2 separate regions of the Podarcis muralis genome follow, and region 2 is linked to region 1. A link is a contact called in public Hi-C data. All regions are on one chromosome and are shown on one strand. Each heading gives the region's core, a stretch centred on a gene start, on an enhancer-like site or on the middle of the called end of the contact. The rest is flanking DNA. Distances are from core to core; before and after follow the strand shown.

What was found. Hi-C and Micro-C count contacts between places; a contact is called where the count stands out from the background.
Region 2: a contact with region 1 is called in a Hi-C map of blood, with 5 times the contacts expected there. The contact joins the promoter of COPS8 here to the promoter of DRC11 in region 1. A contact is called at or near these places in 2 of 3 Hi-C or Micro-C datasets (blood and tail).

The regions. Positions count from the first base shown.
Region 1 is chr1:131,356,389-131,360,437 of rPodMur119.hap1.1, forward strand. It overlaps DRC11 (dynein regulatory complex subunit 11), which reads right to left and starts at 1,648. Exons shown (of 18, transcript XM_077918628.1): 1 at 1,373-1,648; 2 at 158-485. The coding sequence starts at 1,383.
Region 2 is chr1:131,591,427-131,595,729 of rPodMur119.hap1.1, forward strand. COPS8 (COP9 signalosome subunit 8) reads left to right here and starts at 1,418. Exons shown (of 8, transcript XM_028703490.2): 1 at 1,418-1,584; 2 at 1,932-2,002. The coding sequence starts at 1,498.

The sequences.
Region 1 (4,049 bases), core at 398-2,897:
TGGGGCTCTTTGAATTTTTTTTCATGTGATTTTTACAACTGAGAACAATTGGACAGCTATATTAAGATGCACAAAAGTCAGTTATTTAAAGAAAACAAACAGTTATTTAGGATTTGATTCTACAATATGAAAAACAACATGAAGGGACTATACTTACAGGAGCCAGCTTAAGATCTTGTAAAATGTCATCAAAGTAATGATATTCTGACAACTCCAGCTCCACCATTTCATTCTTTAACTCCAAAATACGACCCATTACTCCATCAAGCATTTGCCGAATAATTAAACGCTTTTGTGGGTGAACAATCTGGTCATAAGCAGCTTCCAAATTGCGAAATATCTGCACATACTTGACGTAGAAAGTGCCTAGCATTTGAAATACCACTTGGCGATCTTTCAATGGTTTGTGGGATTTCTCTTCTATCTCCTTCTGTAACAGGCAGTTGAGGGACTCCTGGGCTTCCGCCCACATTTTATTGTACGTGCTAATAAAGTGGGTTGGGGAAGAGAACACTTTAGTACATACAAAGAGAACGAAGTAAAATATAGCAAATAGTGCAACCCTATTCATGTCTACTTAGAAGTAAGCAGCACCAAGTCTAAGGTTACCAGATATTTTTCAATGAATCCGGGGACACTTTTCAGCTTCAATGGATTTTGTATGGGGACTGACTTGTAAATCTGGGGACTGTCCCCAGGAAACGGTGACGTCTGGTAACCTTAACCAAGTCCGATGGGATCCACAGGTACTTACATTTAACCAATGTTGAATGGGATTACCGCCCCCCACCCCCGAAAATGCAGGGTCTGTGGCTTAGTGGTATTTTTTTGGACCTAGCTTTGACCCTGGATGCCCAAGAGTCAGCTGCAGCCAGAGGGCCTTGGCGCACCTGAAATGGGTGTGCCAATGACACCTGTTTCTGGAGGAAGCAGATCTTGATTATCGCATTGCACTTTACATAAGGGGTGCATTTGGGCAACTCCCTGGTCCAGAATGTTAACGGGGGAAACTTTTCAGAGCATGGCTCGCCTAATGGAACAGCTGCACCGGCTTCAAAGTTGGTTCTAGGCAGAATTCAGAGTATTTGTGATGACGACGTTTAAAGGCCAAAGTAATTTCGGATTGCCTTCTTCCGTACAAAGCGACCCAGCTATTCGGATCATCTCCAAGGAGCACTTGAGCTCCTGAACCGTATTGTAATATGTGCACCATGGGGAGAGTTTTCCCTTGGGTTTAACCAGAGGCTGAACTCTGCCGGGATCGGGCCCTTCCTTGGAGGCGCCTCTGCTAGGAAAGAGCCCTCTGGGCGCCGAGGAGCGAGCCAGCCTCCTTCTCCTCGCGAGCAAGGCGCCGGGGCAGAGTCGCACTTACTTGTGGGACATGGCGGCGGCGGCGGCGGCCCAGACTTCCCTTCCTGGCGGGGTGGACGAAGAGGGGCGCCGCCGGACCCTGTTCCTAGAGGGGGGCGGTGTCTTGTTAGAAGGCTCTTTCAGCCCGAAGCCAAGCCGCCCCCGCCGGGCTCCGTGTTTTGCACGGCGACACCCGCAGCCTCCTCCTCCTCCTCCTGCTCCAGGCGCTGCTTAGCAACGGGGCGCCAGGCCCAGCCAGGCCCGCGGCGGAGGCGCCCCGGGAGGTTGCTATGGGAACACCCGGAGGCGGGGGGGGGGGCGAGGGCGGCCCGCGGGGCAGCAGCGCAGGGCCACGTGGTGCCTGGGGAGGGGGGGAGGGAGGCTGTCTCCGGTCCCCCCCCCCCGGGCTGCCTACCTGCCCTCCTGCTGCTGCTGCTATGCGTCCCCCCCCCCCCCATACTAAGGCAGAAGAGCAAGGGGGTGATGGGTTGGCCTTGCTGCCCTCCTCGCCTTTATCAAGCGTTTTGTGTTTTTATTTTGTGTTTCTATGCTGTGCACCGCCCTGTGTACATATGTCATAACTAAACAATCTTTATGATTAATTAAATTTGTATACCGCCGGAGGGTATACATCCGTAGATCTCACAGCATGGAAATACAAGATAAAAACACCAAAGTACGTAATAAAAACAAGAATAGTAAAAAACTAACTAACCAATAACTTCTCTCCCCCCCCCCCCCACTCCCAAAACCACATTTAAAAGGGTATAAAGGTAAAGGGACCCCTGAGCGTTAGGTCCAGTTGCGGACAACTCTGGGGTTGCGCGCTCATCTCACTTTAAAGGCTGAGGGAAACAGCATTTGTCCACAGACAGCTTCTGGGTCATGCTCTGACGAAACTACAGCAGCGCACGGAAATGCCATTTAGCTTCCCGCCAGAGTGGTACTTATCTATCTACTTGCACTAGTGTGCTTTTGAACTGCTAGATTGGCAGAAGCTGGGATAGAGCAACAGGAGCTCACCCCACCATGCAGATTCAAACCATTAATCTTCTGATCGGCAAGCCCAAGAGGCTCAGTGGTTTAACCCACAGCACCACCCACGTCCCTTAAAAGGGTATAAAAGGTAAAGGTACCCCTGCCCGTACGGGCCAGTCTTGACAGACTCTAGGGTTGTGCGCCCATCTCACTCTATAGGCCGGGGGCCAGCGCTGTCCGCAGAACTTCCGGGTCACGTGGCCAGCGTGACAAAGCTGCATCTGGCGAGCCAGAGCCGCACACGGAAACGCCGTTTACCTTCCCGCTAGTAAGCGGTCCCTATTTATCTACTTGCACCCAGGGGTGCTTTCGAACTGCTAGGTTGGCAGGCGCTGGGACCGAGCAACAGGAGCGCACCCCGCCACGGGGATTCGAACCGCTGACCTTTCGATCGGCAAGTCCTAGGCGCTGAGGCTTTTACCCACAGCGCCACCCGCGTCCCGCAATAGGAGGACGTTAATAAAAGACAGGGTGGTGCTGGATGGGGGGGGCAGCATGTGTCCCCCAAACAAGGAGCTGGCCCACCAACACCCCCACACACCCTAATTGCTGCACTCCTGTTATTTCAGAGATCATGTAGGGCACAACTCTGCCAGCTAGAAATATATGTTGCTCTTTCTGTGACACCCCCCAAACTTCTTTTGGTTCCACCACCATCCTGCCCCCAAACACTTTGCAGCACAGAGAGAGGTCCCCATACAGTCCTAACCCATAGCCAGAAGTAAGCCCTGCTGAATTCAATAGGATTTACTGCTGAGTAGATGTGCAAGTAGATAAATAGGGACCGCTTACTAGCGGGAAGGTAAATGGCGTTTCCGTGTGCAGCTCTGGCTCGCCAGAGCAGCTTCGTCATGCTGACCACATGACCCAGAAGTGTCTCCGGACAGCGCTGGCCCCTGGCCTCTTAAGTGAGATGGGCGCACAACCCCAGAGTCTGTCAAGACTGGCCCGTACGGGCAGGGGTACCTTTACCTTTTAGATGTGGTTAGACTTGGGGGGGGGGGGGATAATTCCCTTGACATTTACTTTCCAGCTACCCATAGATGTGATTTACTACCTTCTCACTTCTCTTCACTTCTCCCTCTTCAGTCCACATCAGTCCACTTCCCCACCTGCATCCACTTCCAGGACGTATCCTTAAACTCATTTAATACTACTTTATTGACCATCACCCTGAACACCCTTTGTTGAACTCACAAGTGAACAAAATAATAATCTATACTCTCTGAATGCAATCCCTTTTATGTTCCACTGCAGAGGATAAGTGCAGTTATACTTTTGGAATCATAGGATTGGCACTTAGGTCTGTTTTTCAGCATGAGTGGTAGTTTTAATTTCAGGTTCCTAACTGTCCTCAGGCCATATAACCTTCCCTAATAAGCTTCCCTGGCTACTTCATTTTGTCTTGTAATGAAGTCTGTGAGCTAATGTTGTCCAAGGGCAACATTGAGGGTGTGGGGAACAGCTGCTGGCTACAAGGACCTACTGCTGCAGTGATGCTCAATTCAAGGCAAGATGGTCAGTACAGTACTGTAGTTTGTTTTGTTTGACTTTGATACAGTAGCAGCATGTTCCTCAGGGATGCACATAGTGCATGGACCTAAAGGTTTTGGAGGAAAGTTGAAAGACATAAAGTTCAAATTTAATTGGAAGAATCCCAC
Region 2 (4,303 bases), core at 168-2,667, 230 kb after region 1:
TCCAGAACATGAGGACTTGTCTTTTCAGGATTCAACATTATTGGTCCATATCCAGGCATGGGCATAGCCAGGATTTTTTTGGGGGGGGGGGCAGAACCTCAGGTTTGTATTGATTTAGGGGGCAGCTGTCCTCCTTAGCTATGCCCTGCATCCAATCCCTCACCACCTCCGAGCAGTGGTCTAAAACCTCAGTTGCCTCTCCTGATTCAGTCTGAACAGAGAGATGGAGCTGGTTGTCACCAGCATTTTAGCACCACTTCACTCCAAATCTCCTAATGACAGTTCCCAGAGGCTTCCTTTGGATGTTACCTAGCATGGGGGCCAAGATGGAGCCCTGTGGGACACCCCAGGATAATTCCCAGGAGCCCTTTAGGACAGTGCCCCCCCCCAATCCACACCCTCCTGAGGCACCACTGAAGTACCGGTATCCTCCAGTTGCCCACAGTTCCAAAAACTCCTCTTAACTTTCTCCTGGCAAATGTCCTCTTTTTTAAATGATTTTTTATTGAGTTTTTGATGATTTTATACATATAAAACAAAACCATTTCAAACATTAAAATACAAGGTTCTTTCAAACTTTCGAACCTCCTTCCCTCCATGGGTTCCATATTTAGATTTAAGTTTACTGCATCTTTTACCCTTATCCATCTAACATATAACCATAATTACCACAAATAATTCCACATTACAAGTGTCATTTACATCCCTGCCAAAGATTTTAACTGTTTACTGTGGTGTTTTAAATAAATCACTAATTTACTCCAGTCTTTAGAAAATCCTTGATCTTCCTGGTTTCAGAGCTTCCCCGTCACTTTCGCCATCTCTGCATAGTCCATCGGTTTCACCTGCCATTCTTCTTTCGTTGGTGCTTCTCCTTCCTTCTGTCTCTGGGCTACTAGCATTCTCCCTGCCGTCGTTGCAGACATAAAAAGTCTTTTATCCTCTCTTGGTATCTCTTCACCTATTATACCAAAGAGGCTTCTGGTTTTGGGACAAATGTATTTTTTAACAAAATATTAAAAATACAATAGAACATCAAACATTGAAAACTTCCCTAAACAGGGCTGCTCAGAGCAGGTGCTCCCGAGGGACTTGCTCCAACGGGTGGCATCCAGCTCTGTCCGAATCTGACCCATTTTGTCCCTAAAGGCCTCACCAAGTTGCCATAGCAGTCTTCCAAGGATGTCCGAGCAATTCCGTAGGGCGCCTCTTGCCTTTCTGAGTCCCGGGGTGGCCAGGGACTACAGCTCCCATCATGCCCCCTGGCGGCTCTCCTCGCCTGGGGATGGAGAGCCGCCAGGGGGGATGATGGGAGTTGTAGGCTGCGAGAGGCTTCTCTGCTTTCCTATCTCTGTGGCGTCTTCCCCTATTATGCGCTGGTGACGTCAATCCTGTGGGCCGGAAGCGGAAGCCGAGGGAGAGCGGCGAGAGCGCCCGCCTGCGCGCCTTGGAGGACCCGTCCCTCCGCCTGGGCTGGAGCCGGCGCCGGGCGCGAAGATGCCAGTGGCGGTGATGGCGGCGGCGGCGAGCGGCGCCCTCGGCTACCGGAAGCTGCTGGAGCAGTGCGAGACGCAGGAGCTGGAGGTGTGTGGGGCGGGGGGGGGGGCGGTTTACCTGAGGCTGCTTCCCCCCCCCGCCTCCCTCTCGGCCCTCCTCCCGCCAGGCGCCTGGGGGGCTCCTTGGCGAGGCCTCTCTCTGCGCGGGGGCTGAAGTTGCGCAGCCCAGACGCAGGAGAAGCTCCTCTTCGGGGGGCGAAACAGAGACGGCGAAGAACCCGAGACATGAACTGGTTAAAACAGAGGCAGCCGCTGGGATCAAGGGATTCAAACAGCCTTGCGGGGGGGCTGGCAGAAATAGATGCTGTTCTTCCTACCATGTAATCACTCAGTTGCCATTAATTCTGTAAACCGCTTTTATTTTTATTTTTTTAGGCCCCTGGAGGAATAGCAACACCGCCCGTTTATGCGCAACTCCTAGCTTTGTACCTTTTGCATAATGACATGTAAGTAAAAATTATTTTCGATCTACCTCTAATACCTGGATTTGAGAAGAAGTGTGTCTTTGAAAGCAGCTGCTGCTAGAGCAGTGTTTCCCAACCTTGGGCCTCCAGCTGTTTTTGAACTACAATTCCCATCATCCCTGACCACTGGTCTTGCTAGCTAGGGATGATGGGAGTTGTAGTCCAAAAACAGCTGGAGGCCCAAGGTTGGGAAACACTGTGCTAGAGGATCACGCTGAGATTTGCTTATTTAATTCTTCAGTACTTTCATGTATCAGGTGGAGATGGGTAATGCTTGTGAAATTGGAAGAGTTTACAAAACAGGCGCGCAAAAGGAGGCTTATTTGTTTTGTTTTGCTTTGTTTCTCTCTCACGCACCCTTCCTCCCAAAGGAACACATGGCAACAATCATCAGAACTGTTGAGACAATACAATTTAAAATTAAAAAAATGCATCTAAAGGCAATCACATACATTGTAGATACTAATTCCAAGTTGGCCACTGTCAGTATCTTTCAGTCCTCAAATGCCTGGGTAAACAGAAAATTTTACTTGACGTTCTTTATTGATACTGTTTTAAACAAGAGCGTGGCACAGCAATAGTGAAACACTTTGAAGTTCTCTTGTTTTCAGTGAGGGAATTGCACATGTTTTAACCTTTACCTTCAGAATCAGAGGGATTTTTTGGAAGAGTAATCATTTTGATCATGGCTATTTTCTCTGAGAGAGTGAAGTTGGTGTTGCTCCATCTCTTTAGGTCTTTGTTGATTTGCCACAACAAGGAATTGTAGTTGTTGAGGTATAATTTGTTGAGGTTTCTGTTTATTTGTACCCCATGGTATCTGAACTTGGTGCCACTAAGTTTTATCTTGGTGATGTTGGCAAATTCTTTTTGTGTGTGAGGGGGCGTGTTGAAGCACGTAACTTCCAACTTTGCAAAATTTACCTGTAGGCTCGACCCCACTCACACGTGAAAACAAAGTTCACCACAGCCAATCGCAAACAAGCAACCGCACCCTAGGCCAACCCCAACATCTCTCACCACCAAAGCTTTGCCACCTGACTCCACCTCCGCTCCACCTGTTTCCCCCCCTTTTTTCCTAATGTAGCACTAATGTCTCAGCAAATGAAACCGATCTGTAGAAAATGTACAGTGAGGGGGAAAAGTACAGTGGTACCTCAGGTTAAGAACTTAATTTGTTCTGGAGGTCCGTTCTTAACCTGAAACTGTTCTTAACCTGAAGCACCACTTTAGCTAATGGGGTCTCCTGCTGCCGCCACATGATTTCTGTTCTCATCCTGAAGCAAAGTTCTTAACCCGAGGTAATACTTCTGGGTTAGCGGAGTTTGTAACCTGAAGCGTCTGTAATCCGAGGTACCACTGTATTTGATCCCCTGCTAAATTTGCCTGTTTGCCCTCTGACAAAGAAATGACCAGTCCATAATTTTAATGGTAGGTTTATTGTAACTGTGAGAGACAGGATAACAACAGGAAAACCCCCAGAAACCCAGAAGGCAAAAGTCAGAGACTGATGTGCATTATGATGAGTGAAATAAGTATTTGACCCCCTATCAACCAACCAGGTGTCGGGCTACCTGGTATCTTCACTCTATGTAACAAGCAGAGATTAGAAGCACCTGGTGTAAGGGAGAGGTCTTACCTGTAATCCCAGCTCGTTACAGTACCTGTACAAAAGACACCTGTCGACAGAAGCAATCAGTCCAGCAGATTCCAAAGTAGCCACTATGACCAAGACCAAAGAGCTGTCCAAGGATGTCAGGGACAAGATTGTAGACCTGCACAAGGCTGGGCTGGGCTACAAGACTATTGCCAAGCACTATGGTGAGAAAGTGAAAACAATAATTCGCAAATGGAAGAAACACAAAATAACTGTCAACCTCCCTCGGTCTGGGGCTCCATGCAAGATCTCATCTCGTGGAGTTGCAATGATCATGAGAATGGTGATGAAGCAGCCCAGAACTACACGGAGGGAACTTGTCAATGATCTCAGGGCAGCTGGGACCATAGTCACCATGGAAACAGCTGGTAACACACTACGCCGTGAAGGACTGAGATCTTGCAGAGCCCGCAAGGTCCCCTTGCTCAAGACAGCACATGTACAGGCCTGCCTACAGTTTGGCAATGCACATCTGAATGATCCAGAGGAGAAGTGGGTGAAAGTGTTGTGGTCAGATGAGACCAAAATCGAGCTCTTTGGCATCAACTCAACTCGCCGTGTTTGGAGGAGGAGGAATGCTGCCTAAGACCCCAAGAACACCATCCCCACCGTCAAACATGGAGGGG